Linked DNA regions of Zea mays: regions 1 and 2 are each linked to region 3. The links are chromatin contacts, called in public Hi-C maps. All regions are on one chromosome and are shown on one strand. Each heading gives the region's core, a stretch centred on a gene start, on an enhancer-like site or on the middle of the called end of the contact. The rest is flanking DNA. Distances are from core to core; before and after follow the strand shown. Region 1 has its middle 3.6 kb from the start of LOC103632951. Region 2 holds the start of LOC103632948 (helicase SEN1). Region 3 holds the start of LOC100284966 (protein brittle-1).

Region 1 (3,687 bases), core at 1,105-3,604, 250 kb before region 3:
GCAAACCTACTCCCCGTTGAGGAGGCCACAAAGGCCGGGTCTCTTTCAACCCTTCCCTCTCTCAAACGATCCCTCGGATCGAGTGAGCTTTCTCTTCTCAATCACTTGGAACACAAAGTTCCCACAAGGACCACCACAAGTTTGGTGTCTCTTGCCTCAATTACAAGTGAGTTTGATCGAAATGAAAGAATTAAGAAGGAAGAAAGCAATCCAAGCGCAAGAGCTCGAAAGAACACAAGCAAATCTCTCTCTCTAATCACTAGGGCGTTGTGTGGAATTTGGAGAGGATTTGATCTCTTTGGTGTGTCTAGAATTGAATGCTAGAGCTCTTGTAAGTAGTTGGGAAGTGGAAAACTTGGATGCAATGAATGGTGGGGTGGTTGGGGTATTTATAGCCCCAACCACCAAACTTGACCGTTGGTGGAGGTTGTCTGTTCGATGGCGCACCGGACAGTCCGGTGCACACCGGACATGTCCGGTGCCCCAGCCACGTCACCAGTGCCGTTGGAATCTGACCGTTGGAGTTCTGACTTCTGGGCCCGCCTCGATGTCCGGTGGCGCACCGGACATGAACTGTTCAGTGTCCGGTGCGCCGGTATGGGCGCGCCTGCCTTCTGCGCGCGCTGCGCGCGCATTTAATGCGTTGCAGGTAGCCGTTGGCGCGAAGTAGCCATTGCTCCGAGGATGCACCGGACAGTTCGGTGCACACCGGACATGTCCGGTGAATTATAGCGGAGCAGCCTTCGTGAAATCCCGAGGCTGGCGAGTTCCAGGGCAGCTTCTTCGTTGGAGCACCGGACACTGTCCGGTGTACACCGGACAGTCCGGTGAATTATAGCGCGCCGGCTCTGGAAATTCCCGAAGGTGACGAGTTCGAGTTGGAGTCCGGTGGTGCACCGGACACTGTCCGGTGGCACACCGGACAGTCCGGTGCGCCAGACTAGAGGAGCCTTCGGTTGCTCCTTTGCTCTTTTGTTGAACTCAATACTTGGTCTTTTTATTGGCTAAGTGTGAACCTTTTGCACCTGTATAACTTATACACTAGAACAAACTAGTTAGTCCAAAGATTTGTGTTGGGCAATTCAACCACCAAAATTATATAGGAACTAGGTGTAAGCCTAATTCCCTTTCACAAAGCATATTTTTCACGACTGTCAGGTTGCTAGTTTCACTTGGAGAGTAATCCAAAATGCTTTAAATAGTCTTGACATTCCAAATAATGCTAATGAGATGTTTGGTTCGTGGATGGGAAATTTCAAAAAAGATGACACAAACCTGCTCATTGTAGGTTGTGGAGTTGTCTTGTGGACTCTTTGGAGAATTAGAAATAATAGATGCTTTAATAATAAAGATCTTGCCGATGCTACTAACATTTTTCTTCTTTGCTGCTTTTGGTTGGACTCTTGGGCTATCATCCAGAAAAGAACAACAAGAATGACGCTGGAGGGAAAAAGCAAGCTAATCATAAGAATTATGAAGAAATCTTCAAAAGAGCATTAGGGTGGACACCAGTTGATCGTCGTATTACGTAAATAAAGACGTTTTCTTGAAGTGCGCTTCCATCAAGCTGTGCTTGGTGTGGTGTCACTGTTTGAAGTACCGCACATTTGAAACCCTCGGTTGGTTCCTCCCTGACACTAGATGTGTTGTGAGATGTCTGTTGCTTAGTTTAAATGTCTTAGTTTGCTACTCTCCTTGTGGCTTTTTGATTCTGTAATAGACTTTCAGATCTAGCTTTCTAGAACCTTTTATGTGATATTAGGCAAGATGTTGTTTGAGATCTAAGACATGTAAGCTGTAAAGTGACGTGACACTTTGGTTTCCTATTTGCTAATGAAATAGGGAACCCCCTTTTTGTTATTTTTTTCTCTTTGCGTAGTAAAAATAGTAGATATAGACCTCATTCTTTTTTTGTACCTCATTTTCATTTTTCTTAGGAGATCCAAACAAGGTTGAAAAGGTTTGATCAAAGTTGATAATTTCTTTATTATTAAAGCTGGTTCAAAACGGCAACAACCAGACTATCCATGTCATCAAAAATTTGTCCCCCGTTTGATTACAAATCAACGGTCCATATCTATCACTACATCAGTGGCAAGTAAACAAAGAAAAAAAAGGACGAGGCTCTCATCTGGAGAGTTCCATTAAAGCTGGTTCAAAACGGCAACAACCAGACTATCCACGTCATCAAAAATTTGTCCCCCGTTTGATTACAAATCAACGGTCCATATCTATCACTGCATCAGTGGCGAGTAAACAAAGAAAAAAAGGACGAGGCTCTCCTCTGGAGAGTTCCATAACTTCCATCTGAGATCTGACACTTTGCCTTTGGATGCTTCTGGCTTCCTCCGCCCCCGGTCCTCTTCTAGTCGCTTCGTCTTCCATCGCTTTCCTCATCTCTGCATCATTCTTTCTTAGTTGCTTTGTCTTTCGTCGCCTTCCTTATCTACTTTGCTTCAGCCTAAACGCTTTGTCTACTGCCGCCTTACTCATCCGCTCTGATTGTTTAGTGAGATACATATTTTTCCCACTCCTTGCTGGTCCGATCCGTTTTGGTGGATATGTTATGAGGTTTCCATGTGCCCATTTTTACACCTGCTTCGTTTCTATCAGTTTCTTTGCCGTCTCAGCTTCCTCGTCAAGTTTTTTTTCCAATGTTTCTTTTTTCCAAGTTATTTACTTCCGCCATATTCGCTATCCGGCGTATCCTAGCTTGGGGATTATTGATTCGGCTTTATCCGGTGTCTTCCACTTCCACAATATTCTCTACACTCACGTTTCCTTTATGTGCTCGAAGTATGTTTATTTTTTCGTCGAGCTGCGTCCTTTCGACCATGTCAAGCGTCTTCTAGCCTAGAGCTTGCTTCGACCATGTCTGGCGTCTTCCAGTTCCACGACATTCTCTTCAATTGTGTTTTTCCGTGCTTCTATCGCTTGCTCGGTGAAGCTTGTATGCATTTCTATTTTGGAGCATGAATGGTGTGGTCCTACTTATTGATATTCGTCTGGTAACACAATCGGGAAGGTGACTTTCCATTTGGCATGCCTTTATTATTTCACAGGCATCCCCTTCTTTGCAGACCTCCATTTTTGGCTGCCTCCAATGTCACTATGACGTGTTATTTTGTTGTTTTCCTTTGGGCGCTGCATTCCATCTCTCTATCCTTCATATTGCTTCTTTGTTTTCTTTACAATTTTTAAGTTACTCTTGGTTTTTACCCTTCGATCCTTTCTGTGCTCTAATGTATGAGGTGGAAAGGCTTGTCACTACTAGATTTGTTTAGGTTTTTTCCTACAGCATGGGAGGCTTCCATATCTTGATTTGCAACATGGAAGTGTGTGTTTCTTGTTTAGTCTACTTTATATGGAAATAGAGTCTGGAAAAGTCAATTTTTTCCTTTGGGTGCCCCTTCAACATTGTGCTCCCCACTCTTGTTCCTTTTTATGGCTTTGAATCTATGATGTGCAGAGTTTATTTTCTTTTTCAGTGTTTCAGCATTTTTTAAAATAGAAAACTCGCTGCATTCCCTTGGGCCAATCGATTCTACATTCGATTCCTCTATGATTTACAATCTAAGCTAGGATGTGCATATTTTGGTTTTCTTTTTCCCTAGATTTTTTCATAAGCCTCGCTGCATTCCCTCTGGGCAATAGAGCGGCTGTTGTAGTGATAAACCTCCAAATACA
Region 2 (3,792 bases), core at 554-3,053, 240 kb after region 3:
GCTCCGACTGCTGTGCCACTCGACAGAGTGAGGCTGACAGCAGCCAAGTCCGGCCTCGGGCGCCATAGGAAACTCCGCCTCGCCCGACCCGGGGCTCGGACTCGGGCTCGGTCCCGGAAGACGACGAGCTCCGCCTCGCCTTACCCAGGGCTCGGACTCGGGCTCGGCCCCGGAAGACGACGACCTCCGCATCGCCCGACCCAGGGCTCGGACTCGGGCTCAGCCCCGAAAGACGACGAACTCCGCATCGCCCGACCCCAGGGCTCGGACTCGGGCTCAGCCCCGGAAGACGACGAACTCCGCACCACCCGACCCCAGGGCTCGGACTCAGCCCTGGCCTCAGCCGACGGTCTCCGCCTCGCCCGACCCAGGGGCTCGGACTCGACCTCGGCCTCGGAAGACAGACTTGACCTCGACCTCGGAGGAGCCTCCACCTCGCCCAACCCAGGGCTCGGACCGACCACGTCACAGGAGGCACCATCATTACCCTGCCCCAAGCTAACTCAGGCTACGAGGAACAAGACCGACGTCCCATCCGGCTCGCCCCGGTAAACAAGTAATGATGGCGCCTCACATGCTCTATGACGACAGCGGCTCTCAGCCCCCTTACGGAAGCAAGGAGACGTCAGCAAGGACTCGACAGCCCCGACAGCTGTCCTTCCGCCAGGCTCCAGCGCTCCTCCGACGGCCACGACACCACACGAACCGGGTGCCAAAACCTCTCCGGCTGCCACGATGACATGTAATTAGGGCACTAGCTCTTCTCCGCTAGACACGTTAGCACACTGCTACACCCCCCATTGTACACCTGGATCCTCTCCTTACGCCTATAAAAGGAATGTCCAGGGCCCTCTTACAGAGGGTTGGCCGCGCGGGGAAGGACGGGACAGCGCTCGCGTAAGCCGCTCGCTCCCTCCCGCGTGGACGCTTGTAACCCCCTACTACAAGCGCACCCGACCTGGGCGCAGGACAAACACGAAGGCCGCAGGTTTCCCCTTTTACGCCTGTCTCCCTCCGGCTTCTTCCCCCCTTCGCACTCCATCTCGCGCCGACCCATCTGGGCTGGGGCACGCGGCGACAATTTACTCGTCGGTCCAGGGACCCCCGGGTTCGAAATGCCGACAATTCTCTAGTCCCTCTAACCAACCGGGGCCTAGACTATCTTCAGTAGATTTTGAAAAAATATGGGACACAGAATTATAGATGGTGTTGTTTAACATTATTTGTAGAGAGAAGTTTAAAATAAAGAACAAGAGGAAGGATACGATAAAGGTTATCCTAGAGATAGCCTAAGAGCAACTCCAAGAGTTCTCTAAAAATAGCTTACTAAAATCATGTTTAGCAAGTTGCTAATTAGCTATTGGAAGTAAAAATAGTTTGATCTTTAATAGTTGCCATATTTTGGGAGTATTTCAATTTTGAATCTAGCTTTGGCAGTCCTACCTCTATCGAACTTGGCTGGCGGCAAGGTTGAGAGCAGAGGATGTCGAGGACAGAGAAGAAAACCGTGATCGACACGACATGTGGAGGAGTGGTGGTCTAGTGCCGCAACTTATTGTGCGACAGTGGTCCAACAACGAAGGAGAAGCTTGTATCATGCACGTTGGACCTAAATGCCTTATTGTTCGAGAAAGTGGAAAAAAGAGTGTGTCCTATCTAACTATCTGAAAATGGAAAATATTAAGCACGCAGGTGTGGAGAAAATAACGGCAACTATGGTTGGATAGGAAGTAACTAAAATTAGCAAATCTATTTAGAGAACTATTAAAAACTATTTTTTGTTTACTTTTAAAATAAGATTTAGAGAGTTGTTTAGAGAATTAGAGTCGCTCTAGAAAGAGAAAGGGGGAAAACAACACGAAATTCGGCTACTGCGCCGGGCGCGAGAACGCGCAGCGTACTTCCCCCAAAGTGGCGGGCACGGAGGAGCGGTTCCGGGCAAGGGGCCGCCATTGCCTATAACCTCGCCCGGCAGATACCATACCATTCGCAAATCCTTCCGTTCCGAAACCGCACTCCCGCGCTCTCGCATTCACGTCTCTATCCCGCGCGCTCGCTCGCCGTCTTGCCGAAACCCTAGAACCACGCCGGGCCGGCACCGATCACGGACCGGCGCCGTCCGCGGCGATGGCGGCGGCGCGGCGGATCGACCTGGCCGACCGTTGGCGCAGGATGCAGGAGGACGAGGACGCCGATGACGGCGGCGAGTCGTCCGCCGCCAAGCACCGGCGACTCATCCGCGCCAAGGAGGAGTGGTAAGTGTGGTTGTGGGCTTGTGGCCGCCCCCATTGCTCCCTCGCTTCGCGTAGCTCTTAAGGCGGCATGGCGGTTGGTACGATGCGTACTCGGCCGGGGGTTTAGGGTTGTCGTCGTGGGTTTAGGATTGCACCTTAGATTATGATTCGTTCGAGCAGCTTGCTGGACCGTAATAAGCTCGAGGTTTGCTTTGGGAAGTCAACTTCCCGGAAGTTGATAGTATAACGCGAATGTATGTGCCTATGGCTTCTCTGTCTCCCCACATTACTTGTAGATTTCAGGTTCTGTTAACGTCATGAATGAAGCATTGTTGTAATGGAATTCATGCTGCTGGATATCTAGTGGCAGTATTATTAGGTTGCGTTTGATTTGGGGAAGTAGTTGATAGGAATTAGATTTTGTGAAGCTTAACTTTTTATTAAATGGTCATTTGCAGACATAGTATGCCATTTGTAATGTGATCAAAAGTAGACCATTGGACACAACGTTTTCAGTAAGGAATAAAAAAATACTCCCTCCGTTCCAATTTATAATTCGTGTGATTTTTTCGCATCAAGTTTGACCAGCTGCCTTATTAAAAAAATTCATAATTATTATTAATTGTTACCGTAGTATTGTTTAGCATATAATGTACTTTAAGTATGGCTTTGAAATTTTCTTGTTATCACAATTTTTTTTTGAATAGGATGAGCTGGTCAAACTTGGTACAAAAAGTCAAACGAATTATAAATTGGGATAGAGGGAGTAGAAAATTCTTTTAATCAGTGTTATCCTGAATGCTAAATGGTAAACAGTCGGTCATCCTCGGTTTAGTGTTTAATCGAACTACACAGACGTTTAAACAGACTAAAAAACAGATTATACGGGATTAAACAGATTAAATGGCCTAAACGGTTAGCTACTGAGTAGCATCTAAACGGCGTTAAAACGGTCTAACGTCCGTTTAGGATAACATCGCTTTTAATAAAAAAAACTTGACCTGCGGGCGAAAGACCGCCCCTACAACATTGCACTAAGAAGAAACTTCCCACACATAGGCTGAGAAACACACAGAAGGCTGGCTGCCATGGACGTGTCACTGAGTGAGCAGGTTGCAGGACACATGCCTGCGGCCACGTGCATCTCGCTGGAAGCTCAGGAATGCAACTGAGGAGGCATGTTTTTTAAATGTTTTGTTTACTTCGCTCCCATTGGGAGTTGAACCTAGGACTTTGAGATGCTACCAAGGCTCTCTTTATAAGGATTTAATGATGAGGTCTCTGAGTTTGTTGTTGGTAAGTTAGGGAATCAAATGATCATATGTTTCCATGTGACTGTTACTGTTACACCTAAGGTGTAGTAAGCTAACAATTTGAACCTACATACATGTTATGTGCTTAAGATTCACTAGCCTGAGTGGAAGCTTAGCACGCTAAAGTGTGAATCTAAATGCAATCTATGGGTTCAAGATTAAGTGTCGAGAATGGAAGTTTCTATATACTTAGATGAACACCATCTATGTTACTTTTTTTGTAGCGTTACATGCCATGCTTTCGT
Region 3 (3,994 bases), core at 1,189-3,688:
AATCAATAGCTAATTATGAAACTATTCTTATGATGTTGAAACAAATCAGCCAACATCATTTGTTGAACTACATGTTTCAACGGCACAGATGAAATAACTTGCAAAATTTTAAAATAATGTCTGCTGCGCACAAAACAAAATAATATATTTATACATGACAAGAAACTCCTCCTTTTCACTGATAATCCCTTCATCCTGAAGCATTCAAAATTTGTCCCAAATTATAAAGGATTTTAGGTTAATTAACATGCTTACCTACCATTAATGTCTATTGTCAACCCAACCACTAGGCTCGAAATATGGTAAGCACAATATCTCCCCATGATTAAGAGGTTGCATTTATCATTTGTTTTACCCCCAAAATCTGTCCTAGAATTCCTAGCATAGCTTATGTTTCAGGACAGAGAGAGTATAGGGTTTTGGTTATATGCAGCAGTAATATAATGAAAAACTGCAAGGAGAGAAAGAAAGTGTTGTCTGCCAAATTGGATGCGTTAAGGGCCCAATACCAGAAACATCTGTAGCACATCACTAAGGTAGTGCTCTGGAAAAACTAAGTAATTTGTGAATTATCATTGTCATCTTTCAGAACCAAACATCATGCAAAAGATAAATGTGCTATGGGTAATGGGTAATTATCTGGTTGGTGCAATATCTCATCTCGGAAATGCATAATAAGAAGCGATGAAAAGCAAGCTTAAAGTTTCAACGTTGAACAAACTAGATGTAGGATTTGCATCTACGTTTGTAATGTGTAAACAAAAAGGCCAAGTGCAAAAGTTAAAGCTAGAGATAAAAAGTTAGTGAATACCTGATAGTCTCTAGAGGAGCAAGAATAGCCTTTGACATAGCACCAGCTAGTGCTCCACTAGCAAATTCTCTGGCCTCTCTGCTCTCCAAAACAGTCTGCAGTGAATTGGATACAAGAGGACTAAAATAATCAGTCAAAAATCATCACTAGCTTCAAAGTTTAAATTCATAAGGCATCTATGAGAATAGGAGTTGAAGCAACTTCTCTATGGAAAGCCTAGCTGCAACTGCAAGTGTTTTGGCATTGTGTGGTTGTCAATGTACCAAAGAATGAAAAGGGCAAGGGGAACAGAGACAACTGAACCTTTATGCGTAAACATCTTCCAAGTACGTGGATAAAGACCACAGGAGGGATGGATAGAGAAGCACAAATACCATGCCATCTGTGAAAGAAACATTTTGTCCAGACCTGTAACGGATATATCCAGCCAAACCACACCTTTTTCAAACTTTGCTTAACATACGTTTATTCCGTTTGACTTCTGGAAGCACGTTTGATCTTCTCTTCAAGGTTTTCAACCTTAACCAAGTATGTGGGTAACGCTTATGTAGAGTAAAAGCTATTCCTCATAGCCGGTGAGTACAAAATGTTAATATTTCCAACTGTAGCCTACGTTTGGGATTCGATAACCAATTATCGACCTAGGTTGAGGAAAATCAGAAAAGGAAAGGCACATGTGCATCGATTGTATGCACGATGTGGTCCTAACTCCTAAAGATAGCATAGCATCATGCATACCTTAATTGTTGTTCATCAATGGAAATTTAACAGAAGGACTATGACTGAGAAAATAATAAGTTGGAAACGATTATTTGGATGAAGCCACCGAGATGAACGCAAGCATAGAAGGCATTGTAGAACCGTAGAAGCACAGCCCTTATCGACAGGAACAGGAGGCACCTACAGTTGACAAGACTACTGGTGTCTCGGTTGGAAGCTGAACTAGGCCAAAACTCTGCAACGAGGCAACATCTGAGATGACCAAAAGAATCTTCACCGCAGCAAGTTATACTTGCAACAACGGTGGGAAAAAATCTCGCGTGATCAAGGACAGTCCGCATACTTAGCACTTTAGCAGCAAAAAGGCACGCCCTTGTGACAACGTAGGAATCTGAAACTATGTGCCGAATCATAGAAATCAAAAGCCTAAAACTAAACACGCAAGTCGCAACCAATGGGGGAAAGCGCAGTACGCCAGTTTCAATTAGTTCAGAAAAAAAAAGAGTAACCGGCCAAAATCGAAATACGCGTCCCTTCCATCGCTCCAGAAACATGGGATTGGAAGCACGTAAAATCAGGTGGGGATTTCCTTACCCTCACGGCCCCTCCGACGTCCGGTAGCCTGACGCCGATGGCCTCCGCGACCTTGGCGCCGTCGAGGCCGTCGTCCTGAGGCAGCGCCATGACGAGCAGCTCCTTGTAGCCGCCCCCTCCTGCCCCCGCGCCCGGGCCGGCGAAGCCCACGCTGGCGAGCGATAGCTTCCCGCCGCCGCCCGGCGCATCCTGGTAGCCCATGGCGGCGCGTGACCGCTTCCCTCGCTGCGCTGCTTTTGGATTTTGGGGGGCGGAAGTTAATAGCGGGGATGCAGGGGTGGCCAGTGCGAACGTTGTCTGCACTGCTTTGCTTTGCGGTCCAAAAATGTTTAGTACATACTGCTGTTTTGAATGGCACGTATCTCGATGTGGTGTTTGCATGGTGACGACAGCACATTTTCAACCATCAAGGCAGGTACAACCTACACACCGCTAAACGGTACTCCAAGTATAAGACACAACTAAAACATAAATAATATAATGGTCATGTCTAAAACATATGTCTTACCATATTCATTGTACTAATTAGAGCATTCAATAAATTAAAGTGACCAACCAACTAGTCTCCTATCTCGAACATAGAGCTAAGACATTGTGTCTTCGTCAAGATACATGTCTTTAGTTTTTTTACATTCACCCTCTAGACACACTCTAAGACACAACTTAAGACACTCATTGTACATACTCTCGTCATGTCTGCACAGAAAAAAATACTTTATTTGTGGTCCCGGGTATGCGTGCGATGTGTAAATCACTGACCTATGGAGGGTGCGATCATAAAAGAGATGAAGGGGAGAGTGGGTCAGGAGTGCGGATGTCAGGGTTGTCACGTAGCTAGGGGTAGCAAGGATTGATTAAATGAGTAGAGAAATATTTGGATTATGATTTATTATCACCCTTAATATGCAGGGCGTAACTCACTCAAATGTCAATTTAGGCCTTATTCGGTTATTCCCAATACACATGGATTAGATGAGATTAGAAACAATTAAAAAGAAGTTTGATATGTTTGGGATTCAAACTCATCCAATCTCACTCAATCCACATGGATTGAGAGCTAACCGAACAAGCCCTTAGCATTTTATTTCCTCTATCTCTCTAATTAATAGCATTACTCTCTTTTTTTATTACTCATTTAACTTTGAGTTCCAAAAACCCTAATTAATTGGCATCATTTTTTTCTTTTGTTACCACTCAGTTTATAGTCGTAAGAACCTTGGAATTAAGCAATTAAGAGATTCTGCTTGTCAGCTACTCCCTTCGGTTATTTTAGAAGTCCTTTTATAGCACTAGATCAGGAGGCGCACTTTGGTGCGCCCTACAGTAACCATGGTTATGATGAGGCATATCAAATTGGAATTATAATAAAATCTTAATTTGCGGTAACAATTAGACAAAGCAATATGAAATGCAAGAGAAACATAATTAAGTACATCTCTAAAGAACACAGTACCACGCATGGGATCATATCATAACGCTTGATCAGATAGACACAGGCATGAACATAAGACAAGATTTGCCATCAACAGACTAAATATTTCTCTCATATGTGTCCTCACAGGATCGCAAGAGCAACAGAAACACTGGGAATCCTTTTTACATGCATCAGACCCAAAAACAAAGTCTGAAAGTCTTAATGCCATCACAAGATTTTTCTGCTTAACCACCTAGTGGGACTTGAGACTTAACATGGACCATAAAAGAGGCCATCCACAACGAAGTCTTTTACCAAAGAGCCATCCCTGGCTCCATGGACCACAAAAGCTTGGAGATTTTCGGGAAGTCACGACTCAAAAGCTTGGAGATCTCCAGCATCCCAACCTTGTCCCTCCCACCAAACAAGCTTCTGAGTGTGGCGTCACAGTTGAT

The links. A called contact is a pair of places that touch in the nucleus more often than the background predicts.
Region 1: a Hi-C map of endosperm shows a contact between it and region 3, with 1.6 times the contacts expected there. The contact joins the enhancer-like site here to the promoter of LOC100284966 in region 3. A contact is called at or near these places in 2 of 25 Hi-C or Micro-C datasets (endosperm and leaf).
Region 2: a Hi-C map of ear shows a contact between it and region 3, with 2.0 times the contacts expected there. The contact joins the promoter of LOC103632948 here to the promoter of LOC100284966 in region 3. A contact is called at or near these places in 5 of 25 Hi-C or Micro-C datasets (ear, leaf and tassel).

Annotation. Positions count from the first base shown.
Region 1 is chr7:140,212,003-140,215,689 of Zm-B73-REFERENCE-NAM-5.0, reverse strand. No RefSeq gene overlaps it. Among protein-coding and RNA genes, the nearest start is that of LOC103632951, 3.6 kb to the right of the region's middle. Within about 2 kb of position 2,354, at least 2 of the 20 cell types and tissues checked have an H3K27ac peak or open chromatin away from gene starts, as enhancers often do. A contact at or near this core is called in endosperm, where this site is marked.
Region 2 is chr7:139,721,078-139,724,869 of Zm-B73-REFERENCE-NAM-5.0, reverse strand. It overlaps LOC103632948 (helicase SEN1), which reads left to right and starts at 1,803. Exons shown (of 22, transcript XM_020541013.2): 1 at 1,803-2,255.
Region 3 is chr7:139,963,651-139,967,644 of Zm-B73-REFERENCE-NAM-5.0, reverse strand. It overlaps LOC100284966 (protein brittle-1), which reads right to left and starts at 2,438. Exons shown (of 5, transcript NM_001157861.2): 1 at 2,126-2,438; 2 at 812-906. The coding sequence starts at 2,326.